Regions from separate parts of the Mus musculus genome. Here regions 1 and 2 are each linked to region 3. The links are chromatin contacts, called in public HiChIP or PLAC-seq and promoter capture Hi-C maps. All regions are on one chromosome and are shown on one strand. Each heading gives the region's core, a stretch centred on a gene start, on an enhancer-like site or on the middle of the called end of the contact. The rest is flanking DNA. Distances are from core to core; before and after follow the strand shown.

What was found. HiChIP or PLAC-seq counts read pairs in DNA pulled down with a chosen protein or histone mark. Capture Hi-C pulls out chosen DNA fragments and counts their contacts.
Region 1: a promoter capture Hi-C map of adipose tissue shows a contact between it and region 3. The contact joins the promoter of Rilp here to the promoter of Myo1c in region 3. A contact is called at or near these places in 5 of 39 promoter capture datasets (embryonic stem cells, liver, macrophages and 2 more), 11 of 484 Hi-C or Micro-C datasets (the G1E-ER4 cell line, bone marrow-derived macrophages, embryonic stem cells and 3 more), 7 of 115 datasets of contacts at active chromatin or transcription factors (bone marrow-derived macrophages, embryonic stem cells, epiblast stem cells and 4 more) and 3 of 9 other capture datasets (adipose tissue, liver and pancreatic islet).
Region 2: an H3K27ac HiChIP or PLAC-seq map of extraembryonic endoderm stem cells shows a contact between it and region 3. The contact joins the promoter of Prpf8 here to the promoter of Myo1c in region 3. A contact is called at or near these places in 3 of 39 promoter capture datasets (the HPC-7 cell line, neural stem cells and pre-B cells), 2 of 484 Hi-C or Micro-C datasets (both in embryonic stem cells), 4 of 115 datasets of contacts at active chromatin or transcription factors (embryonic stem cells, epiblast stem cells, extraembryonic endoderm stem cells and 1 more) and 3 of 9 other capture datasets (adipose tissue, liver and pancreatic islet).

What each region holds. Positions count from the first base shown.
Region 1 is chr11:75,507,227-75,511,853 of GRCm38.p6, forward strand. It overlaps Rilp (Rab interacting lysosomal protein), which reads left to right and starts at 2,868. Exons shown (of 8, transcript NM_001029938.2): 1 at 2,868-3,146; 2 at 3,218-3,311; 3 at 3,406-3,512; 4 at 3,596-3,781; 5 at 4,063-4,208; 6 at 4,554-4,627. The coding sequence starts at 2,922. It overlaps Prpf8 (pre-mRNA processing factor 8), which reads left to right. Exons shown (of 42, transcript NM_138659.2): 39 at 1,048-1,188; 40 at 1,295-1,434; 41 at 1,541-1,743; 42 at 1,909-2,221. The coding sequence ends at 2,063.
Region 2 is chr11:75,483,863-75,488,484 of GRCm38.p6, forward strand. Prpf8 (pre-mRNA processing factor 8) reads left to right here and starts at 2,915. Exons shown (of 42, transcript NM_138659.2): 1 at 2,915-3,329; 2 at 3,763-3,931. The coding sequence starts at 3,230.
Region 3 is chr11:75,654,305-75,658,427 of GRCm38.p6, forward strand. It overlaps Myo1c (myosin IC), which reads left to right and starts at 1,711. Exons shown (of 32, transcript NM_001080775.1): 1 at 1,711-1,897; 2 at 3,188-3,343; 3 at 3,449-3,564; 4 at 4,048-4,123. The coding sequence starts at 1,880.

The DNA.
Region 1 (4,627 bases), core at 1,618-4,117, 150 kb before region 3:
TGCTGTGTCTGAAGACAGTGACAGTATACCCACATACATAAAGGAAATTAATATATATTTTTTTAAAGAAAAGTTCTTTTATAACAGAGTTCTATGTGAGTTCGAGGCCAACTTGGTCTACATAGTGAGTTCCAAGACAGCCAGAGCTACATAGCGAGACCCTGTTTCAGAGAGAGAGAGAGAGAGACAGAGAGAGAGAGACAGAGAGACAGATGGCTCAGTGGTTAAGAGCACTGACTGCCCTTCCAGAGGTGCTGAGTTCAAATCCCAGCAACCACATGGTGGCTCACAACCATCTGCAGTGAGATCTGACACCCTCTTCTGGAGTGTCTGAAGATAGCTACAGTGTACTTACATATAATAAATAAATAAATCTTTAAAAAAAAAAAAAAGGCTACAGATATAGAGAAAGCTCAACCACAGAATGCTTACCCGGGATGCATTACCTATGCACACCTGGGTTTGGTTTCTTGAGAAGAAAAAAACCCTGAGGCCGCTGAGGTGGCTCAGTGGGTGAAGCACTTCTCACAGGAGCCGGACAAGCTGAGTTTGATGCTCCAGAACCCCTGTATAGGTGAAAGGAGAGCCTGTCCCATAGAATTTTCCTCTGACCTTCACATACACTCAGTGCCATACAGAATAATAATACATTAAAAACATTTTTGTTTTTGAGACAGGGTTTCTCTGTGTAGCCCTGGCTGTCCTGGAACTCGCTTTGTAGACCAGGCGGGTCTCGAACTCAGAAATCCACCTGCCTCTGCCTCCCAAGTGCTGGGATTAAAGGTGTGTGACACCACGCCCGGCTAAAAATATTTTTGTATGTAGGAGTTTTTTCTGTACACCATATTCAGGCAGTACCTGTAGAGAGCAAAAGAAGGTCCTAAAACTGGAGTTGCAGACAGTTGTAGGCCACCATGTGGCAGGTCCTCTGGAAGAGCAACCAGTACTCTTAACCAGTGAGCCATCTCTCCAGCCCCAACAATAAAATTTTAAAAACTTCTGGCATTCTGGGTTGGTACTAAGAATACCTTCTGATCTCATCTCTAGATTGCAGGATACCTGTATGGGGTGAGCCCTCCAGATAACCCTCAGGTGAAGGAGATCCGTTGTATTGTGATGGTGCCGCAGTGGGGCACGCACCAGACTGTGCACCTGCCCAGCCAGCTGCCCCAGCATGAGTACCTCAAGGTTAGTGGTGGTGGAGCCTGGGAGTGCACTCACTGTCGTGCTACCCTAATGGGGGACATTTGTCTGCAGATGGGTTGAACATCTCTTTATTGCTGTTTGCCTACAGGAGATGGAACCCTTAGGTTGGATCCACACTCAGCCCAATGAATCCCCCCAGCTATCACCCCAAGATGTCACCACTCATGCCAAAATCATGGCTGACAACCCATCTTGGGATGGGGAGAAGACTATTATCATCACGTGCAGGTTGGTGTGGGCCTCTTGGGTGGAAATATTATAGAGCAGGCATTGCAGGCCAGGACCTGGATTGGTGGCTTGAGCGCTTACCCTGTCCCTGTCCCCCCCACCCCAGCTTCACACCAGGCTCCTGCACACTGACAGCCTACAAGCTGACACCCAGTGGGTATGAGTGGGGCCGGCAGAACACAGACAAAGGCAACAACCCCAAAGGCTACCTACCCTCGCACTACGAGAGGGTTCAGATGCTCCTGTCTGACCGATTCCTCGGCTTCTTCATGGTCCCCGCCCAGTCCTCCTGGAACTACAACTTTATGGGTACGTGGTTGTGTGTGCCTAGGAAGTGTGGGGTAGAGACAGGTGACCAGCATGCTTGGTCATCTTGTCATCTTGAGGTCTGGCTGCCTTGGAAACGGTCCAGGGGCCCAGGCTGGGTGAGGCAGGCAGAACCTTATTAACTTCTGATGTTTCCCCTCCCATTAGGTGTTCGACATGATCCCAACATGAAATACGAGCTGCAGCTGGCAAACCCCAAGGAATTCTACCATGAGGTCCACAGGCCCTCCCACTTCCTCAACTTCGCCCTTCTGCAGGAGGGTGAGGTCTACTCTGCAGACAGAGAGGACCTCTATGCCTAGTTACTTCCTTCTGCTTCAGATCCCCAAAGCCTGGAGCCTCTTGAACGCCCTCCCCAGACAAGCTGCTGACATTCAGCAGTCAGCCCCTTTGCGTTCTGTGCTTGTGTTGTTGATAGATTGTAATCCTGAACAAAATGTAATAAATTTTATAAATAGTGCTTTTGTTTTCTTGCTGTTATGAGGTCAAATTCTGGGCATAGGCGTTTGAGGATTGGGGACTAGCTTGGGCAGTTGACAGCAAGGTACTGGGCCCTGCCTTCAGAGCCTTGAGGCCTTCTCCGCTGGAGGCTTAGAGGCTCCCTAGACTCAGGGAGCTGAGTTGGGGCTGGCTTATTACTTTGAGCATATTTGCTGGTTTCTCTGTAAAAGTACTTGGAGTCTACCTATTTTCAACATCACTTCTTGGACTGTGTGGTCCTCCTATAGCTGTAGTGCCCGGTCTCGTTCATTTTTGTAAACTGTGTGGTTCCTAGTGGGGGAACATACTTAAGTGACTGTCCCTGCAGTCCAGTAGAGGCTGTTTGCTGACCTTCAGTCTTTCACCTCTTGGCAGCCAAGTCCAGGGGTGGAGCCCGGGTCAGGCGCTATGGGGAGGGCTTGCCTGAAGTGACCACTTACAGCTCTAGTCCTCAACTCTTGGATACCTGCCTGGAAGTTGGCCGACCTGTATCCAGTGACCTTGTAGGGCACAGGGAGCCCAGAGCACTCTCCCACTCCAGGGCCTTTTTCCCTATTTGTTCCTCCCGGGTTGCTTCTACCCCGCCCCTTATGGCCCTAAACTTCCTGGGCCGGAACTGTTAAGCTTTTTCCTGCACCAGTTAAGGGTGTGGGTGGCTTTTGACCTTAAGAGAGGAAAAAATGGAGCCCAGGAGGGCAGCGCCCAGGCTACCCAGTCAGGCCTCTTCTTCAGTGGGCGCAGGGTCAGCCGCCGAGCTCGTGTACCATCTAGCGGGGGCTCTGGGCACTGAGCTACAGGGGCTGGCACGCCGCTTCGGACCCGACGCGGCGGCTGGGCTGGTGCCACTAGTCGTGCGGGCGCTGGAGCTCTTGGAAAAGGCCGCCGTGGGGCCGGCTCCGGACTCGGTGAGTCACCGGCTCCTCCTTTTACCCCTGAGAGCCGGCAGGCCTAACCCTGAGACCCCTGGCTCCCCCAGCTGCAGGTGTCCGCACAGCAGGCAGAAGTGGAGCTGCGGCGGCTGCGCGAGGAGAACCAACGCCTCCGCCAGGAGCTAGGCTCCGGGCCGCAGGGTGAGTGAGGGTCCCACCGGAGCAGAGCGAGCTGGGGGCAGCCGGGGCCTGCGTACCCCAGAGATCGGTAGTGCTAAAGACACCCCTTCCTCAGAGGAGCGCGCGCTGCTCCGACAGCTCAAGGAGGTGACAGACAGACAGCGGGATGAGCTTCGGGCACACAACCGAGATCTGCAGCGCCGAAGCCAAGAGACCGAAGCGGTGAGGGCGGGGCCAGGCGGAGTGGGGTGGGGCCGCTACGGCCCTCGGAGCCCCGCCCCTAGCTCTCTCGCTCCACCCCCTAGCTGCAGGAACAGCTACAGCGCCTCCTGCTGATCAACTCTGAGCTGCGGCACAAGCTGGCTGCAGTGCAGACCCAGTTGAGGGCCGCCCAGGACCGGGAGAGGGAGCGCCAGATAGCTCAGGATGGCTCCAGCCAGCTGGCTAAAGAACAGAGCTTGGAACCTGATGCGGCAACCTCAGATGACCCGGTAAGAGACGGAGCGAAGTCAAAATACATCCCAGAGCTCACAGCATTCAGCAGTTGATGACCCAGCCTGGGTTTACCTGGCATGGATGTACCATGCAGTATAGAAGGTACCCAGGAAGTTGGAAGGTAGCAACAGCAGTTGTGTGCTATGTACACCTATGTAGCAGCAACTTTGTCCTCTAAGTTTTCCCAGCAGACACTTCCCATAATATTATTGTGAGCGCTGGGACTTAGGGAAGAGCTAAGACAGACTGCTCTCTGACCATTCCTGACCTTGTACAGGTGGATACTCAGAAGCAGCCAGGGAACCTTCCAGAAGCTGTCCAGTGTGGATTCAGCAGGGAAGAGCTTAAGCAAATCCTTCAGGAGCGGAATGAGCTCAAAGCCAACGTGTTCTTGCTCAAGGAGGAGTTGGCGTACTTCCAGCGGTGAGGGACTGGAAGCCAGGATGCCTGTTCCTGGTCACCCCACCTTATTTTTTGGATCGTTTATAGATCAGCAGTGACAATTGCCAGGGTCCTGCTCAGGCACTGGGAAGAAGTAACTTCCACAGTCCTTGCCCTTCTGGAACCTCACTCAAACAGGGCAGCACCAGGGGTCACCAAACTGAAGCAGCAAGCCTTATCCTTAGGAGGGGCCATCTAAGCTCATTTCAGAGGTGTTGGCGGTATAGAGCTTTCACGGGTTTCCAGGGGAAACAGTGAGCAGAGCTCAGGTACTTGATTGACACCTCCTGTTGGCCTTCCCACTTTCTTCCCTTCCTGCTTCTCTAGAGAGCTGCTCACAGATCACCGTGTTCCTGGGCTTCTGCTTGAAGCCATGAAGGTGGCAGTCAAGAAACAGAGGA
Region 2 (4,622 bases), core at 1,665-4,164, 170 kb before region 3:
CACGTGCTAAAGCAAGTGTGAACCTTAAATACATTATGCTGAGTAAAAGGAGTGAGTTGCACACAAGACTTTTCTGCTCAAGAGTATCTGTATGAAGTATTGAACATGTGAACTCTGAAATCGGGAGCTGAGGAAGATATGGGGAGTTCTAATGGCTACAACATTTCTTTTTGGAATGATGAGGATGTTCTAGAACTCAAAAATGGTGATAACTCAGCATATATACTAAAACTCATTGAATTGTACACTTTAAATGAATGCAATAAAACTTGTCTCAGTAATGTGGTTTAGAAGATGTACAGACATGTGTGTGTGTGTGTTAAAACATTTCTTGGCATGGCAATAAAAATACAGTTTTAGCCAGGTGGTTGTGGCTCAAAAAATAATGATAATAACAATAATAAAAATAATGAAAACAGAGGCTGGAGAGATGGCTCAGCGGTTAAGAACACTGACTGCTCTTCCAGAGGTCCTGAGTTCAGTTCCCAGTAACCACATGGTGGTTCACAGACATCTGTAATGGGATCTGATGCCCTCTTCTGATGTGTGTCTGGAAACAGCTACAGTGAAAGTCATTGCAAGGACTTTACAATAGTGACCATGATAACATTGAAGCTAGACTTGCTACTACTGCTGAGTGTGTCTGCTGGCTCTTTCTAAGGAGTAATGTTAGCTTTTTGTCCTAAATTTGTTTCCTTCCTTTCCTCTCTCCCTCTGCTGTTTTTTCTTACCCCTCTTTTACTTTGCTTTCCCCTCTCATCTCCTCTCTTAACAGAGTTGTCCTATGCAGCCCAAATGCCATCTTCCTGCCTCAGCCTCCCCAGTGTTGAAAAATACTCTTTCCACAGGTTATGTTAGGAGACTGGAGTCTGCTCAGTCGGGGAGGGAGCCTGGGTCAAGTTCTGAGCTCAATTCCTTTTCTTTCTTTCTTTCTCTCTTTCTTTCTTTCTTTCTCTCTTTCTTTCTTTCTTTCTTTCTTTCTTTCTTTCTTTCTTTCTTTCTTTCTTTTAAGACAGGGTTTCTTTGTATACCCTGGCTGTCCTGGAACTCACTTTGTAGCTGGCCTGGAATTCAGAAATCTGCCTGCCTCTGCCTCCCAAGTGCTGGGATTAAAGGTGTGCACCACCACTGCCCAGCCCTGGGCTCAATTCTTAACATTGTGGAGAGAAAAGTATTGTAGCTGTTCTGGCCACCTGGAATTACTTTGTTTCTGATCTTTTGCTGCAGTCAAATCCTTCTCATCCATCTTTCCTCGTCAGGCTATAATATAGACTCTCCTTGCAATACTTGGAAATGCTCTACAGTCAGCTACATCCTCAGTCCTGCTCCTATATTTTTTCCTAAGCTTCCTTCTAAGGTCTTTATTGGTTTATGATTTACACAGAACATTTTTTTTTCTTGTCTATAGCATGCGTTAGAGTGATCGTTGCCAGATAGAGGAAAGAGAAATGAGAGAAGAAGGTCGTTACCAGTGAAATTCCCCAGAGACATTTCTAAGTTTTCTAGGTTATCTCCTTTCCATCTCCCAAAGAAGCACGATTATTTGTTTTGATACAGTCTCTCTCTAGATCCTTGGCTGTGCTGTACTGGAACTTGCTATGTAGATTTGGCTGGCCTTGAAAACACAGAGATCACCTGCCTCTGCCTCTCAAGTTCTGGGATTACCATCATGGCTGGCAGGGTTTTTATTTTTATTCTTCAGTTAATTTTGTTGCTTGAAGCTCCAGGCATTAAATCTAGTACGTTACTTCTAATAATCAAGCATTAAGCTCAAAATCTGGCGCCCTGAAGTCAGATTACCATGCTATGCTTGCCAGTGCTCATCATGCTGTGTTACAAGAATCTTTAGGCGTTGGGAGAGACAGCTTAGGGGTTAAAAAGATTTACTGCTTTTGCAGGGGACCCAGGTTCCCAGCACCCAAGTGGTAGATCATACCTATCTCCATTCCAGGGGAGCTAATGTCTTCTTTTAATCTCCCTGGGTACCAGGCATGTCCGTGGTGGGCAGACATACATGAAGGCAAAACATTAATGATTCTTTGTTTTGTTTTGTTTTGTTTTGTTTTTGAGGTTTGGTAAACACTATATAGCCGAGGAAGAATTTGAATGTCTTTTTGAAAAAAAAATATTTTATGTATATGGGTTGTTTGGGTTGCATGTATGTATGTGCACCATGTGTGTTCTGTATCTACAGAGGGCAGAAGAGGGTTTTCAGATCCCCCTAGAATCAGAGTTTCGGACAGTCGTGAGGCACCATGTGCTGGGGATCACACCAGGTTCTCTAGAAGAACAGCTAAAGCTCTTAATCGTTTAGTCCTCTTTCCAGGACCAGACTTTGAATTTATGACTATTCTGCCTTTAACCTCCCGCCCCTCCACCCCCACCCCCCACCCCCCACCAGTGCTGAGATCCTACAGGTCTATGCATTGCCAGAAATGGAATGAACCAAGGGCCTCCTGTACAAACTGAAGTACATTCCCATCCCAGATCATCATACATTTTTGCCAGCCTTCCTTCTGCCTTGGATGGTCCAAGAGTTATTTGACTCTTTGGTACATAGTTACCACTATTAACAGTAATGTAATGAAGGAATAGAAGAACAAAGGATTCATTGAGTAGGAGTTAGTACTACATATCAGCTCTGAATTCATGAGAATAAATATAGGGGAAATGTGCAACGTACGCAAACTTATTAAAATTGTATGGCTTTGGCTTTTGAGGAACAATATCAATAGCCAATTAAATGTCAGATCTATTAGAGAGGGCTCCTAAACTGACTGGCAGAAGGCGGGGCGTGAGCCTACCCTGACCACACCCCTCGCCCTGAAATCCGCTTTTAGACCCGCCTCTCCGGCTCGGGCTGCAACGTCAATTGGAGATGTCGCTAATCCATCAGAGCATCTCGGCGTCTATTGGATGAGCTTCTGAGCCTGGTTGCGCACTTCCTGGAGTTGGGAACGCGGAGCGGACGTCGTCTTTCCGCCATTGCTCTGCGAGCCTAGCCGCTACCTGAGTGAGGGGCGACAGGTGGGTGGTGGGCGTCTGAGGCTGAGCGCAAGGTAATCGAGTGGGCCGAGCGGCCCGAGGAGCTGCGCCAGGCCCGGGTCCCGAGCGCTCAGCCCGGCTAGAGTGCAGGCCAGGGGGCTCCGGACGTGTTCCATCTGCCCCTTGTGGGCCCGGGCCTAGCTCATTAGTTTTGGCCTGCCTCTCTATCCCAGATTCTCCCGGCATGGCCGGAGTGTTTCCTTACCGAGGGCCGGGTAACCCGGTGCCCGGCCCTCTAGCCCCGCTGCCGGATTATATGTCAGAGGAGAAGCTGCAGGAGAAAGGTGAGAGGCGAACGGGAACGGCGTGCGCGGGCTCGAACGTGTAGGCGGGTTTCATTTCTTCCCTCCATAGGCAGGTCATCAGGGGTGTGCTTATTAGCAGTATTTACATTTTTAAAAATTGAGTCCAATCATTGAAAGTTTGGAAGTGCCTGTTATTTTGCAGGAGCTTATTGTGTACGTGTGTGTGTGTAAAATGCATCAATGACGATAAAACCTGTTTCCTTATAGGGTTTGCATTACTATGTAGGAATTAGACAACAACCCTCCCCAAAACATCTATAGCAAAAATATCAGGTGGTTTGGGGTAGTAAAATGGCAGGATACTTGGCAGTGAGTATTTCTCTTCACAGCATGCCGAGGGTTGCCCCAGGGCAAGAGTTAGGGATAATTAGGGTAAATGTGTGCAGCCCTTTAAGCTGAGGTGCTTTTCTAGCTCGAAAATGGCAGCAGTTGCAGGCCAAGCGATATGCAGAGAAGCGGAAATTTGGGTTTGTGGATGCTCAGAAGGAAGACATGCCACCAGAACATGTCAGGAAGATCATTCGAGACCATGGAGACATGACCAACAGGAAGTTCCGTCATGACAAAAGGGTCTATTTGGGGTGAGTAACATCCCAGGATAATATCATATGGAGTTTGACTTCTTTCCTTCCTCTGCCCCTTCATTGACAGTGCTGGATAGAGGGACTAGCATTTGGAATGTGACTTTTTAACTGAGACAGTTTCCCTGTGTGGGCATTTTTGCCCTGGATTTAGCTCTGTAGACCGGGCTGCCCTTTAACCGATAGGGATCCCCATGCCTCTGCCTCCAAAGAGCTGGGATTGAAGGCAGATGTCACCGTGTCCAGCATGGAACATGGCTCTAGGCTGTACATAGGATGACTGTAGGAGTAAGGCTAGGACCACTGGGATTCTGTGATAGTTTCCAGATCGTCTACCTATGCCATTGATTGTTTTGCTTTGCCCTGCTGGTGTTGTTGTAAAATGTCTGGTATTGTGGAACTGTTTGAAGCTCAAATTAAGACACTAGGCATTCTGGATGCCTCTTTGGTCACTATCATTCAGAGGTTTAGGATAGTTCATTCCTGGGGTCGCTCTTTTACTGTTAATTCTTCCACCTCAAGCTGCAGAGATTCTTAACATTCCATTTGGATACAAAAATTTGGCCTGTTAATTAATTGATGTGGGGGAAGCCTTGGAAGTTTTTTTGTTTTGTTTTGTTTTTGTTTTTTTTCCTTTTTAAAGATTTATTTAATTCATTTATATGAGTGTACTGTAGATGTCTTCAGACAC
Region 3 (4,123 bases), core at 461-2,960:
TGGCTGGAGAGGGAGCTCAATGAGGCCGCGGTAGGGGGAGGGGAGCGAGCCCATGCTAGTGCTGGGGACTCCAAGCTCTCCCACCTCAGGTCTTCTAATGCTCTGGGGTGGACTGAAGGTCGTATCCTCTCTATGCTTTTAAACCTGGGGGCATCGTAAAGGGCGCTCCCCTTTGCCCTGTCTTTCACCCATCTTCCACCTGCAGCACCCATTCCCCTGGCCCGCTCCAAAGGGCTTCGTTCCCCAGCTGGCGCCGCACACCACCCCCACCCCCGGGTTGTGGCTCGAGCTGTTGTTCACGAAGTAATGAACCATCCTTCCCCTTGAGGCCGCAAGGCAGCACCTGTCGCAGACTCACCTCCTCCCCAGGGAGTCCCCGTCCAAGGGGTGGGGCGCTTTGGTGCTTTGGGTTCTTACTCCCCCTATCCTCCCTAGACCAAGTGTATACCCTCGGTATATGCTTCAGGTTCCTTACAAAGGGCGAGGAATAGATAAGGCACTTGAGAACCCTTTGCAAATGGTAGATATAGGGGCGGACGCTTTCTTCACTAGACAAGAAGATTGGACTCTCCCCCAAGTCCCTCAGTGCGTGTAGAATGAAAGAGGAAGAGGGTAGTAGTGGTGTTGATGGCTTGGTCAGTGCTTCATTTCAGGCAACCCAACAATTCTGGCAAGTATCAGCCAATCGGCCTCTTAAGGCACTTACTCATGATCATCATCCTGCTAGTAAGCAAAGGCCAGGCTGGTTTTGTTGTTGTTGTTTTGTTTTACCGTAGACATCCATATGCCACAAGAGGTGGCAACTGACCCAAAGTCCACTCCACTCCTCTCACACACTCTTCTCGGGCCTAAAAAGGGCTGATGTCGTCAGAGAACCAGCGAGGGTGCTGGACAGACAAGGAAGACAGCTGATGGCCTGTGTTCAGGGAAGAGCGGAGATCCAGAGGGAAGAGAAAGAAGGGAAGAGAGGAGAGGAGCCCATGGGGCAGGGCACTGAGTCCGGAGGATATTCAGGCTGGAACATAAGGTTATTGGCTGCACACGTAGGAAAGTCAGAAGGGTGCTGCCTACTCGGCAAACAGGCTTCTTTAGGGGTCATGCTGGGTCAAAAAGGGCACCCTGCTCTGACCCTAGGATTTGTTTCTTAGCTAGGGAAGAGATCTTTCAAGAGATGTTTCTCTTCTGGCTCTCTTGGCACAAGTTTGTAATCTTAGTACTCAGGAGGCTGAGGCAGGAGGCATCTTGAGTTCCAGGCCAGATTGGGCTCCGTAAAGAGACCCTGTCTCAAACAATTTCTTTTCTAAGGATTTAAAGAATGGAGCCAGTCCTTTGGGAGTGTGTATGGGGGTGGACAGTGTCCCGTACAGAGGCTCCGCCTGTCCCGGGGCGCCGGCCGTATTTGGACATTTCGTTCTATTTTTAACTTTCCCGGGACTCGAGGTTGGGGGTGGGGAGAGAAATCCTGCTTCCCCGGTGACCCACGGGCTTCAGCCCTCGTCTCGCGCGGGGTGTCCAGCCCCGTGCTGTAGACACGAGCCCGGAAGTGAGTTCCGGAGCTGTGTAGACGCGGCGGCCGCGCGGGTTCCGGGCCCCACCCTGGAACTAACGACGTTCCTCCTGGAAAACCTGACTCAGGCGGAGCCCGCGGCACGCAGGAGGCCCCGCCCCTCGCGCGCCCCCTCTTAGGTCCCGAACCCCCTCCCACCCAGCCCGGCCAGGCCGGCTGCAGTGGGTCCTAGGGTCGGGACTCCGAGCCCCCTGAGCCAAGGGGCCTGCAAGGGGCGGTGCAGGGGGCGGGCTGGCCCCTCCCTCGGTTACGCCGCGGCCGAGTACAGACCAAGAGGCGCGGGCAGCGGAGCGGGGCGCCGGGTCCGGCAGGATGCGCTACCGGGCATCGGTGAGCATGGGCGCGGGCAGGTTTGGGGTCCAGGGTATCTCTCGGTGGCCCGCGGCGCTCCAGGGCCGGCCTTGAAGCGGGCGCGGCCCAGGAATTTCGGTGGAAGATGTCCCTGAAAGTTGCTAGAACAGGAGGCCGAGGCGGAGAGGGCTGCAGAACGCTCGAACCCAGGACCATGTGGTCGCCCCTGGTGATGGCTAAGACCCCTCCCACTTGAGGACCAGGGGGCGTTGGCTGCGGTGGTGTTTGGCAGCAGCTTCGGGCTGGGTGGGTCAGGGGTGGGCAGGTCTGAGGGAGACAGGCCCTGGACTTGAGGGGTGACGGAGAAGCAGAGAACTGAGCAACTAGGGCTAGAAACCAGGGTCAGGGGAGACTTGGTGACCTCCCTGGAATTTACAGCGGCTCCCAGTACCTTCCTCTTCCTTGACACCCCCCTACCCCAGCATTTTCTAGATCTGCAGGCCCTCTTTGAAAGGAAAGCTCTGCTTAAGACGCGGCTTGAGGGTCTAGCTAAGCCTGTACCTGCCCCACCCTTGGGTGGCAGCTGGGTTTCCCCTGGGAGAACCCTCCACCTCCTGAGGCTTCTCAACGGTGGAGGAGCTGCGGGAGGAGGGGGGGCGGGGGGGGAAGCCTAGCAGCTGGAGAGGAGGGAGTGGCTCCAGTTGAGGGAGGGCAGGCCACCCGCTTCTGGGGTGGGCATCAAGTCCAGCTGAGGTGGTGGCCCATGGGGAAACCCTCTCCTAGGACGTGAGCTCTGGCTTGATCCCTAAACAACTTCTACTTCTGGGAATTTGGGGTGGATGGGAGTTGGAGAGATGGCCCCTCCCTGTCTGCAGAATTCCCTCTGAACCGTTTGTCCTCCAAAGCACCTGTAACACGTAGCTGGGATTTGAGGTCACCTGAACTAACCCACTCCTGTTCTCTGAAGAGGAAGCAGTCCTGAGAAAGGAGGAGGTTTGTCCAAGGTCAACACCAGCATTCTTTCTGCCGTTCCTAGGAGCTCCTTGTCATGTCCCACCTTCCTCAACTCAAAATGCCGCTGCCCTGGATTCCATGCAGTCGTTCAGTGTCTGCTGGGCCCTTTGTGCTCCTATGGGCTGTGTGCATGGTCCATATGTCCCATAGGGTCTCTTATCTGCATTCCAGCATCCTGCAACCCAGCCATATGTCCGGAACATGTTCTGTAGCCTGTGTCCAAAGTGTCCCTGCCTTCTACATCCTGCAGGCAGGGTAGGAAACGAGACTTTAACCTGCAGACTCTGACAGCGTCTTGTGGCTGGTTCCTCACAGGCCCTGGGCAGTGACGGGGTTCGAGTGACCATGGAGAGCGCCTTGACTGCCCGAGACCGGGTAGGGGTGCAGGACTTTGTCCTGCTGGAGAATTTCACCAGTGAGGCTGCCTTCATTGAGAACCTCCGGCGGCGGTTCCGGGAGAACCTCATTTATGTGAGTGCCATGAGCACGGCTGGGCCCAAGGACCTAGGGGAAGGTGGCAGCAGGAACCTTCAGGAAAAGCCTCTGACCCTTCTCCCCCACCCCCCCAACCCCCAGACCTACATCGGTCCTGTCCTAGTCTCTGTCAATCCCTACCGAGACCTACAGATCTACAGCCGGCAGCATATGGAACGCTACCGTGGTGTCAGTTTCTATGAAGTACCACCTCATTTGTAAGTGATTCCCTTGCCTTTCCAGGAGTGACCTACCCTGTCCTCTTGCAAGATGACCCCATCCAAACCCCACTTTGAAATGATTCCCTGACCCCTGGGTGACTCACTGGTCACTACTGAGAGGAATCCCATGGTTGTTCACCTATGGTCACCTCAGTTCTCATTAGTTGAACTCTGAGTTCTGTCCACCAACCAGGACCCTCAGCTCCTGAGCTCAGTTCCCATCCTGAAGTATTCCTTTAACTATCTTAACATGGCCCACCTGTGAGGACTCCCAGCCTCATTCAAGTACCCAGCTTCCCCATGGCTGGCACCTCACTTGGAGTGATCCTCAGCTGGGCAGGTGTACCCTGTGAGGGCTTCCCACCTGTCCACCCCCTTCTCCATCTTCCAGGTTATAACCCCCATATTTTACAAGAGTGGTTCCCGTCAGGTATAGGTGGGGTACCACTCTGGGAACTCCCTGACAAATCTCTGCCCCAGGTTTGCAGTGGCTGACACTGTATACCGGGCACTTCGTACTGAGCGTCGGGACCAGGCAGTGATGATTTCTGGAGAG